Linked DNA regions of Sus scrofa: region 1 is linked to region 2. A link is a contact called in public Hi-C data. All regions are on one chromosome and are shown on one strand. Each heading gives the region's core, a stretch centred on a gene start, on an enhancer-like site or on the middle of the called end of the contact. The rest is flanking DNA. Distances are from core to core; before and after follow the strand shown.

Region 1 (5,655 bases), core at 1,682-4,181, 200 kb after region 2:
TTTTTTTTTTTTTTTTTGTCTTTTTAGGGCTGCGCCCATGGCATGTGGAAGTTACCAGGCTAGGGGTCACACTGGAGCTGCAGCTGCCGGCCTACACCCCAGCCCCAGCAACATCAGGTCCAAGCCATGTCTGCAACCTACACTGCAGCTCATGGCAATGCTGGATCCTTAAGCCACTGAGCAAGGCTAGGGATTGAACTAGGGTTCATTACCTCCGAGCCACTACTGGAATTCCTATGGTGGTTTCTTCTATTGCTTAATAGGTCTTGCATGAACTGGAGCTGACATGATGTCATGAGCTGTGAAAATAGTTTTTAATTGAGGAAAGTATTAGAAATTCTATGCCACAGCAGACAGTTTTCCCTGAAATGTCTTTAATAGTACCACGTAGCACTCCATATCCCAGTGCACCACTGTGCATTGATGCCTCTGTGGTGACGCTTGGAGGAGAAGCTGGGCCCTTGCACAGGTCAAGGGATGCACTGTGCTCCTAAAACAAACCCCATTTACACATGTGTACATACTGTCCCACAAACATCCCCAAGCAGAGACCACAGTTAGCTAAGGGAGTAGTCCTGTGAAGATTTTGATTGCATAGCTTTAAGTGAGTTTTAGAGGCTGGGATTTTGAAACCATCTGTTCCAGGGTTTCTCAACTGCTGTGTTGGGATGCATCAGTTCATCAATTACTTCACTAAAGTTTGGCTTCTCTCGGAGTTCCCACTGTGGCACAGTGAATTAAGGATCTGGTGTTGCCAGAGCTGTGAAGGCTGCAGCTCTGGCTTGGATTCTATCCCTGGCTCAGGAACGTCCATATGCCGAGGGTGCCACCAAAAAAAGAAAAAAAAATTGACTTCCCTCAAAACATTCATCTCATCAGGCCTGTGTTCAGTAGGGGCTTTGGGTAGTAGGATTTGACTTTAGCTTTTTGGAAGACAGAGCCCCTTTCCCCTCAGTAATGTTGGGTTAGTAGTGACTAGACAACCTCGGATGAGATAAGGGGCCTTAGCCTCCTCTCCTTCCTTCTCCGCCTCAACCCCAGAGGCTCAGCTTCTGAAGAATGGTCTCATGAGCATTTTCAAAGCACGATTCTCCCCCAGCTCCTCCGCTCCTGCCAAATATCTACACATGCTCTGAGAATAGAAAGGATGGGAGCTCCTTACTCAAAATCATACAGAAAGCCAGTTTGGATGGAACTGTCCCTAAAGGAAAGATATTCTTTTTCATTATTTTTTGTCTATTTTAGAGCCGGACCGGAGTCACATGGAAATTCCCAGGCTAGGGGTTGAATTAGAGCTACAGCTGCCAGCCTACATCACAGCCATAGCAACATGGGATCCGAGCTGTGTCTGCAGCCTACACCACAGCTCTCGGCAATGCTGGATCCTTAACCCACTGAGCGAGGCCAGGGATTGAACTTTCATCCTCACGGATCCTAGTCGGGCTCATTAACTACTGAGCCACAAAGGGAACTCCCAGGAGAGATAGATTCTTTTTTTTTTTTTTTTTTTTTTTTTGTCTTTTGTCCTTTTTGACCTGAGGCACATGGAGATTCCCAGACTAGGGGCCTAATCGGAGCTGCAGCTGCTGGCCCACACCAGAGCCACAGCAATGCCAGATCCAAGCTGCACCTGCGACCAACACCACAGCTCATGGCAGTGCTGGATCCTTAACCCATTGAGCAAGGCCAGGAGTCGAACCCGCAACCTCATAGTTCCTAGTCGGATTCATTTCTGCTGCACTGCTACACGAACTCCCAAGATAGATTCTTTTTATACATGTTGGATATCTCCCCAGGACTCTCATAGTCGCTTTGAATTCATCAGTTTTCCAGCAGCAGACAATCACTCATGCAGTTTAAGTGATTTATTGATGTCTCAGCTCTGGTTTGTTAGGGTTTCAGGACATTTCCCCCAGCAAGGTCTTTTAAGAAGCCCCATTCCCTACCAGAGGAACCATGCTACTTCATTCTGTGTGACACTCTGTCCTCCCTAACCGGCTTCGTTTTTCTTCAGTTCTTCCACTTTGGCAACATAGAGCCTCATGGCGTCCATCTTGGACATCCCTTTGTTCCCATTCCATGCCTCCCACTTGGCCTTGGCTTTCACATCAGTGGCTGAAGGGGCAGGGATGTTGCAGTCGCCCTGAGTGGCTTGTTTGTAGAAGCTGTACACCAGCAATTTCTCCTTATCACTCACTGGCCCCTTCAACTGCTTGATGGCAGCGCAGGCCATCTCAAACTCCACTTGGCACATTGGGAGAGCTGAGGCTGGGCCCCTCTGTCTTTTCTAGATGTTATCTGGCGCTGGAAGCTGTTGGATGGAAAGTTAGAAACACTTGAGGTTGGTGATTAAGTCTGAGAAGGAGGGAAAGGGAGAAAGGGAGACAGGGCAATGTGTGGGAAGAACATAGAATACTTGTTTCCTCAGTGGGAAATCAAATGTGTTTTCATAGATTGCAAATCAGGCCCTATTGAATTAGATCTGCCCAAGTATTTTGGCTCATTTTATAAGGAGGAGGTCAATTCATTGACGTTTCAAAGGCGTCTTTGATGCCAGAAAATGATGGAGCAGCTATTGCTGTCTGAAGGCGGACTGCTGAGGGGCCAGGGGGTTCTGAGAGAGACCCTCTGCGGAGGAGGAAGCCTTTCAGGGCATGGTGCGCCTGTGCAAGTTAGTGGGCGGCTTGGGGAGGGGCGTTCAGTGAGGGTGAGCCGTGTGCGACAGATCAGCGGATAACTGCATGCGGGAGAACGCGGGGCTACGATGTAACTAGCGGGTGGGACTCACTAGGGCCCAGGGAGAAGGAGCCTGAGAGCACAGACGCTTGGCGAGGCGGAGCCAGGACTGGGAGGGGCGGGCGCCTTGGGGGCGGGGCCTGGGGAGAGGAAGGGGCGGGGCTCGCCGTGGGGACGGAAGCGTGGGTACTTGCCTGTTGGCTGCGTCGAGGGCTGGGGCCGATAGGGGGCGCTGTGGGCCTGGCGGTCCCGACGCCGCGGACACGCTGAGCGACAGAGGTCGGCGGAGAAACCGCGTGGAACCCGAGCTGAGACTGAGGGCGGGGGCCGACACGCGGCCCATTGTCCCGCCCCCCGGCGCCTGCCATTGTGCTGTGACGCCTGCGCCGCCCTTGCTCCCGGGCGGGAGAGGGGTGGCTCGCGCCGCCGCCAGGCCGCCAGCATCGCCGCCATGGACCTAGGTGGGTGTTTGGCTCCCCTGTCCCGGGCCCGCGAGAGCCGCGTCCCCCAACCGGCGACCACGCAGTGCTGAGCGGGTCCTGGCTGAGGGAGACCTCCGGGTCAGGGAGGGGTTTGAGAGGGCGGGGGTGTCCCGGAGACCGGGGTCGGAGCGGCCGGGCTCCAGCCCCGGCCCCGCGGCGTCTCGGCCCGCCTCTTGCCGACTGCGGGCCAAGCGGATGTGAAGTTAGCGTTCCCGGGAGCGGACGGGTTCGGGCACGTGCTTAGGAAAAGGTCGGGCGAGGAGGATGCCCCGGGGGATCCCTGATGCCCCGGCGGTTTCATTTATTGGACGTTTAGTAAGTTCCTGAACAAGTTTCTTACGGTCTTGAGGTCTTCATAGATAAAACGTGGTGACGATATCGTATCCGCCTCAGAGAGTTTGGGGAAGTTTTCACCGAGGTCGCTTGTGTACAGTGTCCGGTCGGGTACCTGGCGCAGAGCTAGCGTTTTTCACACCGGCAGTTGTGGGGACCGTTTGTAGCAGCGGAGGTGGCTCGTGCATCTGGATTCCTCAGAGTCAAAGTCTGGGAGCGGGGAGCTAGTCTAAATCGGCGGCTCCTTGCCCTGCCCCCCCCCCCCCCAACCTGGACGTGCTTTTAAGGGCATTAGACCAGGAGACTTCTGGGAGAGCTGGGGTGAGGCTTTCCAAGATGTGCCGGTATTGGGCTGTAGAGAAGCGTTCAGGTCGCTGTCCCCAGCAGCGGGGGAGGGTAGAGTAGGAAGAGTTTGGAGCCCTGCAGCTGTGGTGATCTGTCCCAGCCCCACCGCTTTGTAGTTCCCGCATCCTGGGCAGCTTGTTTCAGTCCTAAATGTTTCCACCTCCAAAACAGGAACGGTCTTCAAAAGGTTGAAGATTAAAAGAGATCTTAACACACCAACTAGCACAGTGCCTGGTACCGAGTAAGCCCTTAATATTAACATAAGGAGTGGGTGATCACAAGCACCAGTTAACCTGTAGTGAAAAAACAGTTTGGGATTTGCCCAGCCATTCACTGCTTCTGAGACTTACTCCTTCAGGTAGCACATGTACTTACTGTCTCTTGAAAGTTGGTCTCAGGACCAAACATCTCAGCTGAGCAGATAATGCAGTAAAATTACATTGACAGTCAGAAGGGAGCATATTTCGGGTCCCTGGGAGAGCAGCCTGAGCCAGAAAGAAGGGCCAGCAACCCCCAGGGAGACCCCTCAGCAGCCTAACCCTCCCCCAGGTCTGCCTCGGGCACTGGGCCCCAGGGTGGATTCCTTCACGGGTAGGTCACCTAGGAGTGCTGCTCCCTTAAGCAGAGTCTCCTGGAATCGAGATTCTCTCTGCTGACTCCCGGCCTGTGAAAGTGGGGAAGATGTGTTCTTGGGGGCATGAAGGACTGAGGAAGGGGCACTAGGGAAGGGGAGAGGGGTCGGGGGTGAGCCGTATTCATGCTCTTGATTTCGTTTCGGGGCCAGAGAAGATATACTTGAGAGAGACCCATGTCCTTTGCTTTTTCTGAGCTGGAGGAGGCAAAGAAGAGAGACAATTCATCGGGTCCTGCCAACAGTGGAGAGGTTTGAGGGAACCAGTGTTTAGTGAGCCCTTAATCAGGCTCTTTGTAGCCAGAGTCTGATTGTAGCTGTGTCTTACTTGACCCTCAGCAGCCCTGGGAGATGAGATCAGAAGCCAGTAGTGCCCAGGGCTTGACTGGCATGTCCTCTTTGGTCTTCGCAGTCCTAATGTGAAGTTGGTATTATCCCCACGTAAGCAGAAGGGCAGCTCAGAGAAGTATTTTGTCCAAGATCATACCACTTTTAAATGGCTGAGCTAGGATTTAAACCCATGTCTAATTAAACATCCCAAGATGTCTTCCTTGCTAAGTTCTTCAAGGCTCACTGGAGGAAGGACTTTTTTTTTAAGGGCCCCACCTGAGGCATATGCAGATTCCCAGCCTAGGGGTAGCCGCCAGCCTACACCACAGCCACAGCAATGCTGGATCCTTAACCCACTGAGCAAGGCCAGGGATCGAACCCGAGTCCTCATGGATACTAGTCAGGTTCGTTAACCACTGAGCCATGGCGGGAGCCCCTGCAGTGGCTCTTTGACCCCTTCTTCCCCCTCTCCTACTGGTTTCATTTAAACCCCTTATCTCTAAGGCGAATCACGACAGCCCCCGATTAAGTGCCGTCTTTCCCTCTGACCTCTGCTTGCTGTTCTGAACATTTTTACCACATTCCGTCCTGTTCGGCTTGTGTCTGTGCAGGACCTTTGAATATCTGTGAAGAAATGACTATTCTGCACGGGGGCTTCTTGCTGGCCGAGCAGCTCTTCCACCCCAAAGCTCTGGCAGAACTGACCAAGTCTGACTGGGAGCACGTCGGGCGGCCCATCGTGGAGGCTCTGAGGGAGATCTCCGCGGCCACGGCGCACTCCCAGCCCCTCGCCTGGAA
Region 2 (5,406 bases), core at 2,206-4,705:
GGCAGCTGAGAAATTCATGGAAGAAGAGATTAATAATAGGTGGTTGTAGCTGGGCCAGAGCAGGAGCCGAAGTATCCCAAGAAGGTGACAGTATCCACCAGCTTCACCAGGATGGCTTCATCTTCATGTGAGGCGTGTGCATCAGAGAAGAAATCCAAAGATGTTTAAGAATCGAGACTTGGTACGACCTTTGTACCACTCGTCCCCTGTGGTCACATAAGGCAAGATGTGAGTTTTAACATGGGCCATCTGAAGCTTTGCACACCTGTTTGGCTAGAGGTTCTGCTTAGGAAGGAATGATGAGTAAGAATTAGGCTCTTCCCCATTTTCCAGTCTTTTTCTGATTTTAGCAGTGTATCCATAAATATCGATACATGTATATCTTTGTGTACATATGCTGCTATAGCTGAAGGCTGAGGAATGTGATTTATGAATCTTATAGGTGACAAGTAGGTATTTGTTCTGTGCATGTTTTGTATGACATCATGTGTCTTAGAATGCAGTTTCTCAGGAATTCCTGTCGTGGCTCAGCGGAAACGAATCTGACTAGCATCCATGAGGACACGGGTTTGATCCCTGACCTTGCTCAGTGGGTTAAGGATCCAGCACTGCTGGAGCTGTGCTGTAGCTCGCAGATGCAGCACAGATCTGGCGTTGCTGCAGTTGTGGTGTAGGCTGGCAGCTACAGTTCAGATTCAACCCCTAGCCTGGGAACCTCCATATGCCTTGGGTGTGGCCCCTAAAAAGACCAAAAAAAAAAAAATGCAATTTCTCAAAAGGAAGACTGTTATGTGTATATGGCTCCTTAACACATTTTTTTTGTTTTCACTGCGCCCATGGCATGTGGAAGTTCCTGGGCTAGTGGTGGAACTCACACCATGGCAGCAATTCAAGCCGCTGCAGTGAAAATGCTGGATCCTTAACTCTCTGCACCACAAGGGAACTTCTCTTAACACATATTTTAAAACAATAATAATTTGCAGAACAGCAAGTCAATTCATGTAAAATAACTACCTAAATACCAGTAGGGATATACTTTTTAAGTGGGTCTCTTGAACCGCATATGCATAGAGAGTGCTTCCCATAAGCCAAAGGATGTGGCTAGTCTTTACAGAAAGCCAAGTGAGTCTTCTCAGGTTTCTTCTTGTAACAAACACCCACTGGAATTATGATCTGGGGGAGTTCCCTTGTGGCACAGCAGGCTAAGGATCTGGCATTGTCATAGCAGCTGCTCAGGTCACTGCTGTGGCACAGGTTTGATCCCTGGCCTGAGAACTTCCACATGCTGTGGGAGCAGCCAAAAAAAAAAAAAAAAAAAAGAAAAAGAATTACGATTTTGGAATCATTTTCCATTGCAAATTCCCTCTTTCCACACTCCTTTAAAAGGCAGCTGCGATATTTGGCATCTAACCAAGGCCTGCTGCACCAACAATTCTCTAAATTTTATTTATATTTCATGTGCGGTATGTTCAAACTCTCACTTTCCCAGGTGCCAGATGCTGGTCTGGACACACTCCAGTGGAAAGTGCTTTCCTGTAAAATAATAAAAGGAAAATGCTGAACAAACCACCTCTTTATACAGACTTGCACTTAGTACACCAAAGTTAAGTACTCTAATAATGACTTCACTATTTCCCCACATTTGCAGTCACCCCAATCCCCACCTCACCTCCCTCCACGCCAAATACTTTGTCCTCCGGCTCCCAGAGGATGGTCACAGCCCTTTCACATGTCTTCAGTGTTTGTTTGAAAAGTGTCAGGCTGCAGGAATCTGTCTTGCATGCTCTGGATGCGGCCTAATGGAACCCACCCATGGGTATTTCAGATACGGTTTGGATGAGAAAATAAAGCACTTTAACTCATTTCCAGTCTTTTAAAAGATACCTCATAACTTAAGGTCAGCTATGTTAACAACTTTTACAGGTTTTCACTACAAAGTGATGCTCTCCACGTGTCTGATAATAATGCTGTCTCGGCTGTTGCCCAGAATTTTGGCACGACCCTAAGAGTGAACTTGGAATTGGCCTTTGTGATAGAAAGCAATCCTCAACCTGCTTGTGAATGAGCAGCCGGGTTAGGTGGCCACTCAGGGTGGATATTATTTTAAGAGATTGACTGTCCACTCCTGGGGTCTGCCTCCACCTCTTTCACCAGTTTACGTGGTAACAGTTCACTGAGCTCAAAACCAGTAGAATAGCTTGTTCCAACCCAGAAAAATCGAGACCCTTAGGCATGAAAACTTATGTTTTTGCCAAAAGCTTGCGGTTATAGTCTGAGGTTTAAATGAACTCTTGTAAAGCAGGCTATGATTCGTGTGTGTGTTTGCGTGTGTTTGGAAAGCCACTGTAAAATGACAAAAATCCTCTGCTTGGCTTCCAGTTTCTTTCTCTTTTGCACTCTTTTCACTAGATGGCGATAGATGCCCAAAAAATAACTTGTAAAGGGCTGGTGGAGGGGGTGAGAGGGGTATCTTTTCCTTTCACTAGGTTGTTTAGTAGCCGAGCTGACACACTGTTGCTAGGTTGCTGGTGGGCATGTTATATATTTTTATTTTTCGTGTGTGTGAGGCAGGAAGCCTTGCCACAGATCTCCTGTTTAATCCAGGTTCTCTGTGAGCATAGGGTGGCATCTTGGCAGCTGGCAAAGAAAAAAAAAATCCCTAGAAATTTTCTCAACTATCAACAGACTTGATAGAAGCTCTGGAGCCGGTTCAGGAGCGCAGCCAGCATTGATATAGTGCTGCCGCACCGCATCTGTTGCCTATATTTATGGAGATAGAAGAGAGAGAGCCATTCAGTGGTGACGAGTGGCAGTGGCAACCTGGAGACTGAAATCCCACAAGGCGACTTGCGATCAACTTTACAAGTACTTATGGATTCCCTCCCGTTTGCCTAGCACTAGATCAGAAACCACACCAAAAATAATAAGAGAGGGAGCCCTCCAGTCCTCTTACAGTAGAGAACACAAAACATACACTCGAGAAATAAGTGCCCGGAGCAAGACCTAGCCTGATAGTTATGATTGTGTGGTGAAGGTGGTAAGTCTTACAAGCCTTGTGAGATCAGTGGGGTACGAAATAGCCAGAGGGTTAGCCCGTGTGTAGGGGGAGAGAGGAGGAAGGGGAGGAACTGGGATGGGGCAGAGAACTCGGGGAGGGGGACTGTAGGAATCTTTAAAACCCGGAGAGAATTTGGAATTTGGGAGCGGAGAGGAAATGCAGGGCGAGGCGAGACCAAGCAGGGCCCCTTCTCCCTTCTTCGCTTAGGTTCGGGGTATTCCCGACGGACTTGAGCGTCTCGGGTCCGCTGTCTCGCCAGGCAGCATCCAGAGCCCTTCGGCCACGCGGTGGGAGCCCGCGCCCCCAGCGCCCTCGGCCACAGCCTGTGTGGAGGCCCCGAGCAAGGCTGCAAAGGGGGCGTGGTGTGGGCGTGGCGGAGGGCGTGTCGTGGGCGGGACTCAACGCTCTCCTGCGCCCGCGCCGCCGCTGCCGCCTCCGCCCGCCGAGCGGACTGAGGGACCCGGGTCGCTGCCGCCTGCCCGCCCGGGTGCCCGCGTGCCCGGGCTGCGGTGGGCCAGGATGTCGGGCTTCCTGGAGGAGCTGCTGGGCGAGAAGCTGGTGACCGGCGGCGGCGAGGAGGTGGACGTGCACTCGCTGGGCGCCCGCGGCATCTCACTGCTCGGGCTCTACTTCGGCTGCAGCCTGAGCGCCCCCTGCGCGCAGCTTAGCGCCAGCCTGGCTGCCTTCTACAGCCGCCTGCGGGGGGACGCGGCCGCCGGGTTGGGGGCCGGCGCCGGGCCGGGGCCCGGGGCCGGAGCGGCGGCAGAGCCCGAGCCGCGGCGCCGCCTGGAGATCGTCTTCGTGTCCTCCGACCAGGACCAGCGGCAGTGGCAGGACTTCGTGCGGGACATGCCGTGGCTGGCGCTGCCCTACAAGGAGAAACACAGGAAGGTGAGCGGCGCCGGCCTCGTCTGCGCCCCCGGCGTGGGGGCGCAGCTCGCTCCTTCCCCAGAGCCGGGTCTTTGCCTCTGTCCGAGTCCCCTCACCTCCTCCTGCGTCGTTGCACGCGCTTCCCCTCCTGCCCCTCAGCGTCCCCTTCCTCTGCCCGCCCCCCGTCCCCGGACCCCGCCGCCTTGGGGCTCCCGAGTGGCAACTCCTCGGCGCGTGTGCCAGGCCGTGCCTGCGGTGTAAGTTTGAAACCCCTCGTCCCCTGGGACCCGACTCTCGTCCTTGGGGAGTCGAGAATCGGGTCCCCACATGTTGAGAACCTCGTGTAGGGGGTGGCTGCGCTCGGGGGTCTTGACTCGGTGACCCCCATCCCCGGGCAGAAGCACGGGGCGGGGGGCGGTTCCTTCCCTGGGCGCTAGACTCCCCGAGGATAGCTGGCCCTGGGTGGGGGGGAGGGAGGGTGCTAGCCCCCTACCCATAATGCCCGAACCAGGAAGTTTCCTCTCTTTCCCAGAGAAATCTGCTTCCCTGGGGCTCCTTCCCTGTAGTTCGGGACCCCGACCCAGAGGCCGAGGCCAGGCCGCCCGGCGCCCTGGGGAGGTTGCCTGCTGACCGTGGCTTTGGGCTTAGAAGGGAGCTCGCTCGTGTCCCCTTCGCCCTCCCTCCATAGCCCCCTCTCCCCACCCCCCCACTCCCCCCCCTCACCCCCCCCCCGACCCCGAGCCCGCGCCGAGCTGAACTAGTGGCCACGGGAGAGCCTTTCATTGTCTGGCTGTCCAGCCGTCCTCCCCAGATGCCTCCCGGGCGCAGGACCAGACCGGTCCTGGCAGCTCTTCGTTGCTTGGTTGGTGGGCCACTATTGTCTTGGCATCGGCTTAAATGCTGAACTGATCCCATAGGTGCAGATTGACCAGAAACACGAGGATTGGGGGGAATGTATATACTTCGCTGTCAACTTATCCCTCCTTCCCCCCCCACCCCCCACCCCGCTGCTGAAATTAGCTGGGAGTTTTGAGTGGTGTCTGTTGGATGAAGATGTCTGTTTTAATAAAACGAATTCAGGAAATTTTGCCATGAATCGAAACAGCGAAGTTTTGGAGCGCTTCTGCTTCATTAGTATGCCTGATGCAATGTGTGACTCCAGCCCCTTCCTTTCCTGAGGAGAATCTGAGTTTGTGGCATGTTCAGGAGATGGGCTGTTCAGGGGGGTTTAGGTCCTGCCGGGATGGTCAGGGCACGCCATGTGTTTCTTTAATGTGTACAGAATCTTGTTGAGAGGCACGATTTAGCTTTAGAGCAAAAGACTTAGGCGGTGACCCCCTATGTCTGGAGTAAATCATCCATGGATGCAGAGTAAGGTACAGACTTGGTATTTAAAGCATGAAATACAGTTTAACAAATAAGAGTTTGTAAATTTAACATGGGGAAAAACATGGGCTCACTAACCATGCAGAGACAAA

What was found. Hi-C and Micro-C count contacts between places; a contact is called where the count stands out from the background.
Region 1: a contact with region 2 is called in a Hi-C map of skeletal muscle, with 8 times the contacts expected there. The contact joins the promoter of GEMIN4 here to the promoter of NXN in region 2. A contact is called at or near these places in 1 of 47 Hi-C or Micro-C datasets (skeletal muscle) and 2 of 2 datasets of contacts at active chromatin or transcription factors (alveolar macrophages and skeletal muscle).

What each region holds. Positions count from the first base shown.
Region 1 is chr12:47,106,427-47,112,081 of Sscrofa11.1, forward strand. GEMIN4 (gem-associated protein 4) reads left to right here and starts at 2,932. Exons shown (of 2, transcript XM_003131811.5): 1 at 2,932-3,197; 2 at 5,469-5,655. The coding sequence starts at 3,188.
Region 2 is chr12:46,905,720-46,911,125 of Sscrofa11.1, forward strand. NXN (nucleoredoxin) reads left to right here and starts at 3,456. Exons shown (of 8, transcript XM_021067528.1): 1 at 3,456-3,949. The coding sequence starts at 3,578.